Linked DNA regions of Drosophila melanogaster: regions 1 and 3 are each linked to region 2. The links are chromatin contacts, called in public Hi-C maps. All regions are on one chromosome and are shown on one strand. The core of a region is the stretch at or near the end of the contact, and the rest is flanking DNA. Distances in the headings are between cores, read along the strand shown. Region 1 holds the start of lncRNA:CR45737 (long non-coding RNA:CR45737). Region 2 holds the start of ens (ensconsin). Region 3 holds the start of ND-30 (NADH dehydrogenase (ubiquinone) 30 kDa subunit).

Region 1 (2,700 bases), core at 8-2,507, 740 kb after region 2:
ACCTGCTTGACGGGAGGGGGGAGCAAAGTGGTGGTGATCAGGGGGCGGGGAAAAGGCGTGGGGCGGGGCAGGGGCAGGTGGCTAGCGGAGGTTTTCGTTCGCTTCTGGGGCTGTTACCTTGCCGGTTGCATGGTTTTATCTGCGTTCGTTGCCTCTGTGTTTGTTGTTGTTGTTTGCATACCCTAGAAAAACCGGCAGAAAGGGTCATTGGGTATATACTTTTGACACGGTGTTTGTGCCAGATCAAAAAGCTCACACATTAAGTTTACTAGAAATTAAGAGAAGCTATTTGATGGAAAATGCATTTAACACAAAAAGGAATTTTAAAAATATGAAACATGAGTATTCTGATAGTCGTCCTTTCGTGCCACCATATTCTTTGGCCTTTTTCTTTAACTGTGCACGTTGTGCAGTTGTTTTTGCTTGTGTTGTTCCTCCACTGGGTTGTTGGTTGTTGTGTTTTTCTGCTCTTGCACTGCACACGCATTCGTCCTCCAACAAAAATCGAGGCAAAGTCGTAAACAGAACAACAACACCCCTTCAGCACCCACCGTACCGCCCCTTTCTTCAACACTTCCCCCCTTTCTACAGAGAGAGAAAATGAGATTTGTTTGGATATAAGTTTGCATAATCATAAAGTAGTCAATTTTTTTATTCAATAAAGGTTTTGTATTATCGATCTATTACGGTTTTACAAATATTGCACTAATCCTTCTGATCTAAAATAGATTTTTTTTCAGTGCACTTTCTGAAAGCACTCTTTGGTAATATAAAAGTTCTTCGCTTGCTTCGTCTCTGTTTTTTTTATCGTATTTCTTCTAACTCGCCGTCGTCGTTGTGCGTGTATGTTGTTGTTGTTTCTGTTGTTGTTTCTGTTGTTGTTGATATTGGTGTTGTTGCTATTGTTGGTGTAGTGTTTGTTGTGATTGTTGTTGGTGTGGTTGTCAATGTTGTTGGTGTTCTTTACTGTTGTTGTCGTTGTTGTTATTGGTGTAGTGCTTGCTGGTGTTGTTGTTGCTGCTTGTCTCGTTTATTGATCGTGTTGCTGCACATATATACACTCACACTGAGAACGCGGGACTAACCCACACAGTTGCAGTCACATACGCAATTCAATGAAGAAATGCTTCAAGTCAATGACCCGGAAATTGTGTCTAAAAAGCAAAACAACAACATCAACAACAACAACACCAACAACAGCAAAAGCCACAGCAACAGCAACATAGAACTTTTACCTAGACATCGGCGCATGCGACTGACGTTGCAAGTTGCAAGCTGACTGCGCCAGTCCAATGAACCGACTGCAATTCGCAGCCCGCAGCTTTTTGCAACAATTGCACGCAGAGCGACAACAGCAACAGCAACATCAGCATCAGCATCAGCAGCAACATCAGCAACAGCAGCAACATCAACAAGCAGCAAGCAGCGATGACAATCAACGCAATTAATGCTCATCCGGCCAGCAGAGTAGTGATGCTGCTTGGACTTCCTTCTCCATCCTGTTTAACTAACATATATCCACGGCCCTTGGAAATTGTGTGTGTGCACAGGTTTAAAACTCGTCTGTAATAAATGCAGCACCAGTTGATTGAATATATATTTGCAGAGGGGGCACAACGGCTTAGAAACAGAATATTAGTTGAGGTTGTTGGACTAGCGTGGTCAACATGTCTTTTGACCTCCCACATGGATCTGCAATCCGAAAGTCTATACAATTTAATTGTATTATTAATGCCTTCGATCAAATAGCAAAGATGGTAATATATTGCCTCATCTGATAGTGACATCGAAAGAACTCACCTAACTTATACCTAGAGGTACAAGGGTCAACCCAAGGAATCTCCCATCCGCGATCGACATCCACTGGCTATCCCCAACCATCCCCATTGGGCATTCTCAATTTATTGCATATCGAAAAAATTAAGCACAAAAGTTCAGTGCCATAGGCCAAGTCGTTGTCATCGTCATCGTTTCCACTTGTAATGAGAATTTATGTGCCGACAAGATGTGCATAAGTTTCCAAGGCGGGCAAATTGGGGAAGAGGGGAGCTCTATTGGATCGAAAGTGCCGGCAAACATGCAAACTGCAACTAGATTTGGGGGCAAGTGTGGCGACTTCTACGGCGATGGCCATTTGGAGCAGGGCAACTGAGGCGGGCACATTGAAAAGAAACAGAAACTAATGCAGCTGCAAAACTCTCATTTTTTAAAAACACAACCATTATTTTAAATATTGCATTCAAATAATGGCTTTGTAAGCTGATTAGAACAAGCTTTACCACTACCTTGATGTTTATTTTAAATAAGGGGGAGTGTCCCCCAAGTGTCAGTCGTAGTTCCTCTGATTTTCCCAAGGGTTCTAGAGCTATTCACCCGTAGCCAAACGATGCGTGCAACATTGAATCACTTGCCCACTGAAGGGGGTCAAAGTTGCAGCGAGTCTCACGACACAATTCGCATATGGAGCAGACCGAGGAGACTAAGGGCCCCCCCAAGATCGGAACCAGCTGAAGAACCAGAGATTCTTCCCCTTGAAGAAGCGCAAGGAGAATCGTGAATCGAGAATGGAGATGGAGAAATGAGAGAACGAACACAGAGAGATGCGTGCTCGACTTTACGTTTCGCATTTAATGCAATTAACCTCAAACTAAATGGCAATCACTTTAATTTGCTTTAATTAAGCTTTATATGCCTATCGAG
Region 2 (2,700 bases), core at 47-2,546:
GGAAATGCACCCAATATTATTATTGCTGTGAGTTTGTGAGGAGTAAAATTAGTTTGGCGCCACTAATTGTGATCTATAGGGTCCTCCTGGCGTGGGCAAGACAACCACCATCCAGTGTCTGGCCAGGATTCTCCTGGGAGACAGCTACAAGGAGGCTGTCCTCGAGCTGAATGCCTCCAATGAACGAGGAATCGATGTGGTCCGCAACAAGATCAAGATGTTTGCTCAGCAGAAGGTGACACTGCCGCGGGGCAGGCACAAGATTGTGATTCTGGACGAGGCGGACAGCATGACGGAGGGTGCCCAGCAGGCACTGCGCCGGACCATGGAGATCTACAGCAGCACCACTCGTTTTGCCCTGGCCTGCAACACCAGCGAGAAGATCATAGAGCCTATCCAGTCCCGCTGCGCCATGCTACGATTCACCAAGCTGTCCGATGCGCAAGTTCTGGCCAAGCTCATCGAGGTGGCCAAGTGGGAGAAGCTTAACTACACGGAGGACGGACTTGAGGCCATCGTATTCACTGCCCAAGGTGATATGCGACAGGGACTGAACAACCTGCAGTCCACCGCTCAGGGATTTGGCGACATCACCGCTGAGAACGTCTTTAAGGTCTGCGACGAGCCGCACCCAAAGCTCCTAGAGGAGATGATCCACCATTGCGCTGCTAACGACATACACAAGGCCTACAAAATCCTGGCCAAGCTGTGGAAGCTGGGATACTCGCCGGAGGACATCATTGCGAACATATTCCGTGTCTGCAAGCGCATCAACATCGATGAGCATTTGAAGCTGGACTTTATCCGTGAGATCGGAATCACCCACATGAAGATTATCGATGGTATCAACTCGCTGCTGCAGCTCACCGCCCTTCTGGCCAAACTCTGCATTGCCGCCGAGAAGCATTAGATTTAATATGAACTATAGGTTAAAGAAATCTCAGAGATAAATAAAATTGGAGATAAATAAGTCCTTTTCAGTATTGAATACAAGTGTACCTAAATTTTAAACTGGGCACCGTTAGTTAACAGATTAATGTTAATTTCTATGTCAGCGCACTTAGAGCATATCGTCCCTAATGGAGTGTTAATTATTGCGCCCTTGGTATCGGAAGCTGAAATTATCATACAACATTAGATAATGTATTTATAGGACCGAATGATCATTAGTTTTTATACATAAAACCGGAGTTAGTTTTTATACATAAAAACCAATACGTTAGTTAACATTTCTAGTATTTTCGTAGAGCACACCACTATACAACAGTACGGTCGCATTAAGTAGATTATCGCAGCACTACAGAGCTGGCCACACTGTTTGCAGCGCTAAAGTAAAGTGAAATATGGCGAGTCTTGGGGGCCAACACGGAAATATTTCGACTAATCCAGAAGGTACGCATTGAAAACAACCCGCTGAGAGTGCGAAATCGAAGGACGAATGCCCCCGCGTCGAAAATCGGCCAGGATCTACGCGTTTTCGGGGCGTTTTCAGTGGCCAAAAAGTGCTGGTCGACTGCGCAGCAAAACGGCACTCACACCACGGCCAAAAAGCAAAAACGGAGTGAAGAGAGAAAAACGAAGAAAAAAAACAGCGAGGCGAGAGGCACAGAAAAGAAAAGAAGAGAAAAGCCGAGAAGCCAAAAGTGTCTGCCCCCTAGAAATGGGGGATATATGTATTTCGAGTTCCCCGATTCCGAACCGGAGTTTTGAGTTTATAAATAAGTTCCAGTCGGAAAAGTCGTTGGAACAAGAGAGAGGGAAACATACATTATTTTCTCGTACTTCTCACTGTCTCTCTCGCTTCGTCATCGCAGCTGCTGCCGTGCGCTTGTGTTCGTGCGTGTGTGTGTGTGTTTTTGTGTCCCCCTCCTTCCTCGCTCTTTCGCCTTCTTGTCACCTTTCCTTTTTGCCAAAACGCAACGGCAATTGATTTTCCCCACACACGAAAGCCAAAAGTCCGTGTAAAACTCCGGAAAATCGCAGCGAAACTCAATCGTCCATTTTTCTCGTACTTCTTTTGCAGTGGAAAACACAGCCAAGCGACCCGAAAGTCGCGAGGGCAGCGCCGAGCGAAAAGGTAAGCCTTCTATGCGGATTATCTTGCGAGTTACATAAAATCGGCACCAATGTATATCACACATACGCACTATATGTAATCGCTTTAACATCACCTATAACTCGAACCACAGCCCACGCATTCGCACCTGCCAAGATCTCGGGCTGCAGCGCCGGCGCAACCTTGCATTGGTTCGCCCAGGTGGGCGGTCAAATCTCCGCCAGTGAAGACGACTCTCAAGGTAGTTGGCATTCCATTCAGGCTGCTCCAAAGTCTTCCACAGCCACGCCCCGTTCTGTTCCGCCTCCAAAACGAATGCTCCGAATGTTTGCCGCATGATCTCACTAACAAATAAGACCCATAGTCCGCCTTATCGCGATTTTAACCGTCACTGGTCTATTGCAAGTCTTTCATAGCTGTTTTTCTAATAAGAAAATCTTCTTATCTATTCTCACCCAGTGACACGCTTTAAATCACTGTAGTTTCTAAACTGTCTAGATGTTACCCACTAAAGTGGGTTATTAAAAACTCAAAGCATCTTCAATTAACACCTAAAAGATCAAAATGTTATCTACACTTAAGGTCTAGCTTGATTTTAGATGGCAAGTCCAACTCTAATTATACAAATTTTAAAAATATGTATA
Region 3 (2,700 bases), core at 165-2,664, 970 kb after region 2:
GGATCGGCTTGCGCGAACTCCTCGTCGATCATTTGTGATTCGTGCTCCTCAGAATCCTCAGCAAGGTCCGCATCCACGTCATCATCGCCCAGGTCCACTTCAGCGCCACTGGTACCCGTTTCATCTGCCTCAATTTTGGACAAACTCGATGCTGACTGCGTTATGGTGAAAGTGCCCGTGTTCTCGGTGAGTATAAATTGGTTGCCGCTGGAACTTCCGTCCATGTGCTCGATGGAGTAGGTGATCTTCGGCGGCTCGTAGACATCAATGTACTCCAATGACCGACTGGAATGGCTGGGCTGGTGTTGAGAACCCGCGAGTGTAGTGGCTGGGACGGAGACCATCGGATGTGGCTCTTCCTCGTCGTCCAGCAGCTCGGCCTCAGCGATTTGGAGTCCTGTAATGGACTTGGCCGACTCCACGGCTAACGAATGGTTCTCTACATCGACACTGGGTGGACTAGCCGATGGATTGCACTCAAAGCTGATGGCAGATTTGATGCCGAGGAGGTTAATGGCCTCCAGGAACTCGGGGAGCGACGCGGAGGGCAGGCTAGTCTCGCCCATGTAAATGAAGGACAGCATGCACTCCAGCAAATCTCCGCGGATGTCGGGCAGCATTATGGTTGCCTCCTGGCCGCGCGGAACGTCCACCAGGAGGTTGCGCATCAGTTCGCTGCAAGTGCTTAGCACGAATAGATGGGCGCGCACTCGAACGCCGTCCCTGGAGGCCAGCACCACCTCGCAGTGCTGATTATCATTACGCAGCGAGCGCTGGATGTCCATTATCGTGGATGAGTGGCCCATCCACTTAAGATGATTCTGCAAACGGCGACGATTGTAGATTTAAATTTCACTTATCCCGGGGATTTGGGAGGACGCGTTTCACTTACCATCTTGTTGTGTTTTGATTTCCAATTGATTTCCAAGAAGTTTTCAATTCTCGCAATTCCAAACGCAACGCGTTGTCACAGTTTTCAGCCAGGGTAGTCGAATGCACCTAAGATCTCGGTATTTCGGTATGTTTTCCATGAGATGTACTTCAAGGAACGTGTTGGTATTTTTAATGAAATAATAAATGAAGTAGTAGGGTACATTTCTTTTTTTTAAAAATCATTTAACCAAATATTCTAGAAAAGTTTTGTGGTTGGTAATGAAGAATAATTGTAAATGTTTTCCATCTGCTGTACTTCAAGGAACGTGTTGGTATTTTTAATTAAATAATAAATCAAGTAGTAGGGTATATTTATTTTTTATATAAATCATTTAAGCAAATATTCCAAAAAAATGTTGAGGTTTTTAATGAAGAATAATTCGGTGTTAACGTACACGAAATACAATAATGTATGTGCGGTATTTGTGTTGTACCGAAATTGTCAAAATACCGAAGTAGGGCTGTCGAGTAGATTAATTTGGCGCACTGACAACCCTAGGCTCCAACAACTATATTGACATTTTAGCATTACATAAATTGTCAAAAACGGAGCAAATTGTTGAATTTATATTGAACAGTTTGTAGAATGGCGGCCTTAATCAGGAATCTGGGTGCCCGTGCCGCAGTCGCCGCTCTGTCGGCCAAACATGGTTGGTAAATGCCTTGCCTCTAGAGCTTCAACTGATCTATTCTAACCCTTCAACAATCAGTGGTGCCCGCTGCTGGATCCACTGCTCTTCGGATGGCCAGTACAACGCCAGTGGAGCCTAAGAAGGCGGATAAGCGTAGGTAAAAGTCGACTTTATCGCGGTGTCAATTACATGTAAGACATTCCACCCACAGCCACTGTCCGCCAGCCGGACGCAGTCGCTCGCTCGCATCTCTCCGATTTCGGGCGCTATGTGGCCGAGTGCCTGCCCAAGTACGTGCAGAAGGTGCAGCTGACCGCCGGCGATGAGCTGGAGGTGCTTATTGCGCCAGAGGGCGTGGTGCCCGTGCTGCAGTTCCTTAAGGATCATCATCAGGCGCAGTTTACCAACCTGGTTGACATTGCCGGCGTGGATGTGCCCTGTCGCAAGAACCGATTCGAGGTGGTCTACAATTTGCTCTCGCTGCGCTACAATTCGCGCATCCGCGTTAAGACCTACACCGATGAGCTGACTCCTCTGGACTCCGCCTGCGAGGTGCATAAGGCGGCCAACTGGTACGAACGTGAGATCTGGGACATGTACGGCGTGTTCTTTGCCAACCATCCCGACTTGCGCCGCATCCTGACCGATTACGGTTTTGAGGGACATCCCCAGCGCCGCGACTTCCCGCTGTCCGGCTACGTAGAGCTGCGCTACGATGATGAGAAGAAGCGAGTCGTCTGCGAGCCCTTGGAGTTGGCCCAGGAGTTCAGGAAGTTTGACTTGTCGGCGCCTTGGGAACAGTTCCCCAACTTCCGCAACGCTAATCCCCCCGCCGAGGTAGTTCCGCCACAGGCTCCAGCCAAGAAGTAATCCGAAGTCGGTTTGTTAAATGGTAATTAGATCAATAAAACGTGATCACTATGAGATGTTTAAACATAATGGAAACGACGGTCTACTTAGCTATTTAGCTTTCTTGGCTCGTTCCTAAACTACTTCCACATGAAAACGCAATTCGTATCAAACCAGAGGGTCACAAGTATTTATTGATTTCCGTATTGTTTACATACATGGTAGTTTACACTGAGAATTAAACGAATTCGCCGGATCTAGCACATCCGAAAACCTCCTCGAGGGC

What was found. Hi-C and Micro-C count contacts between places; a contact is called where the count stands out from the background.
Region 1: a Hi-C map of the Kc167 cell line shows a contact between it and region 2, with 2.7 times the contacts expected there. A contact is called at or near these places in 1 of 107 Hi-C or Micro-C datasets (the Kc167 cell line) and 1 of 7 datasets of targeted methods (the Kc167 cell line).
Region 3: a Hi-C map of the Kc167 cell line shows a contact between it and region 2, with 4 times the contacts expected there. A contact is called at or near these places in 13 of 107 Hi-C or Micro-C datasets (the D17-c3 cell line, the Kc167 cell line, the ML-DmBG3-c2 cell line and 5 more) and 1 of 7 datasets of targeted methods (the Kc167 cell line).

What each region holds. Positions count from the first base shown.
Region 1 is chr3L:3,392,645-3,395,344 of dm6, reverse strand. lncRNA:CR45737 (long non-coding RNA:CR45737) reads right to left here and starts at 1,257. Exons shown (of 1, transcript NR_124771.1): 1 at 738-1,257.
Region 2 is chr3L:4,133,146-4,135,845 of dm6, reverse strand. It overlaps ens (ensconsin), which reads left to right and starts at 1,296. Exons shown (of 13, transcript NM_001300004.1): 1 at 1,296-1,392; 2 at 2,024-2,077. The coding sequence starts at 1,344. RfC4 (Replication factor C subunit 4) reads left to right here. Exons shown (of 2, transcript NM_079191.3): 1 at 1-27; 2 at 80-986. The coding sequence ends at 910.
Region 3 is chr3L:3,158,292-3,160,991 of dm6, reverse strand. It overlaps ND-30 (NADH dehydrogenase (ubiquinone) 30 kDa subunit), which reads left to right and starts at 1,414. Exons shown (of 3, transcript NM_139518.3): 1 at 1,414-1,583; 2 at 1,644-1,718; 3 at 1,777-2,507. The coding sequence starts at 1,520. The coding sequence ends at 2,435. BtbVII (BTB-protein-VII) reads right to left here. Exons shown (of 7, transcript NM_139517.3): 7 at 2,584-2,700. It overlaps CG15812, which reads right to left and starts at 1,001. Exons shown (of 2, transcript NM_079173.5): 1 at 893-1,001; 2 at 1-821. The coding sequence starts at 895.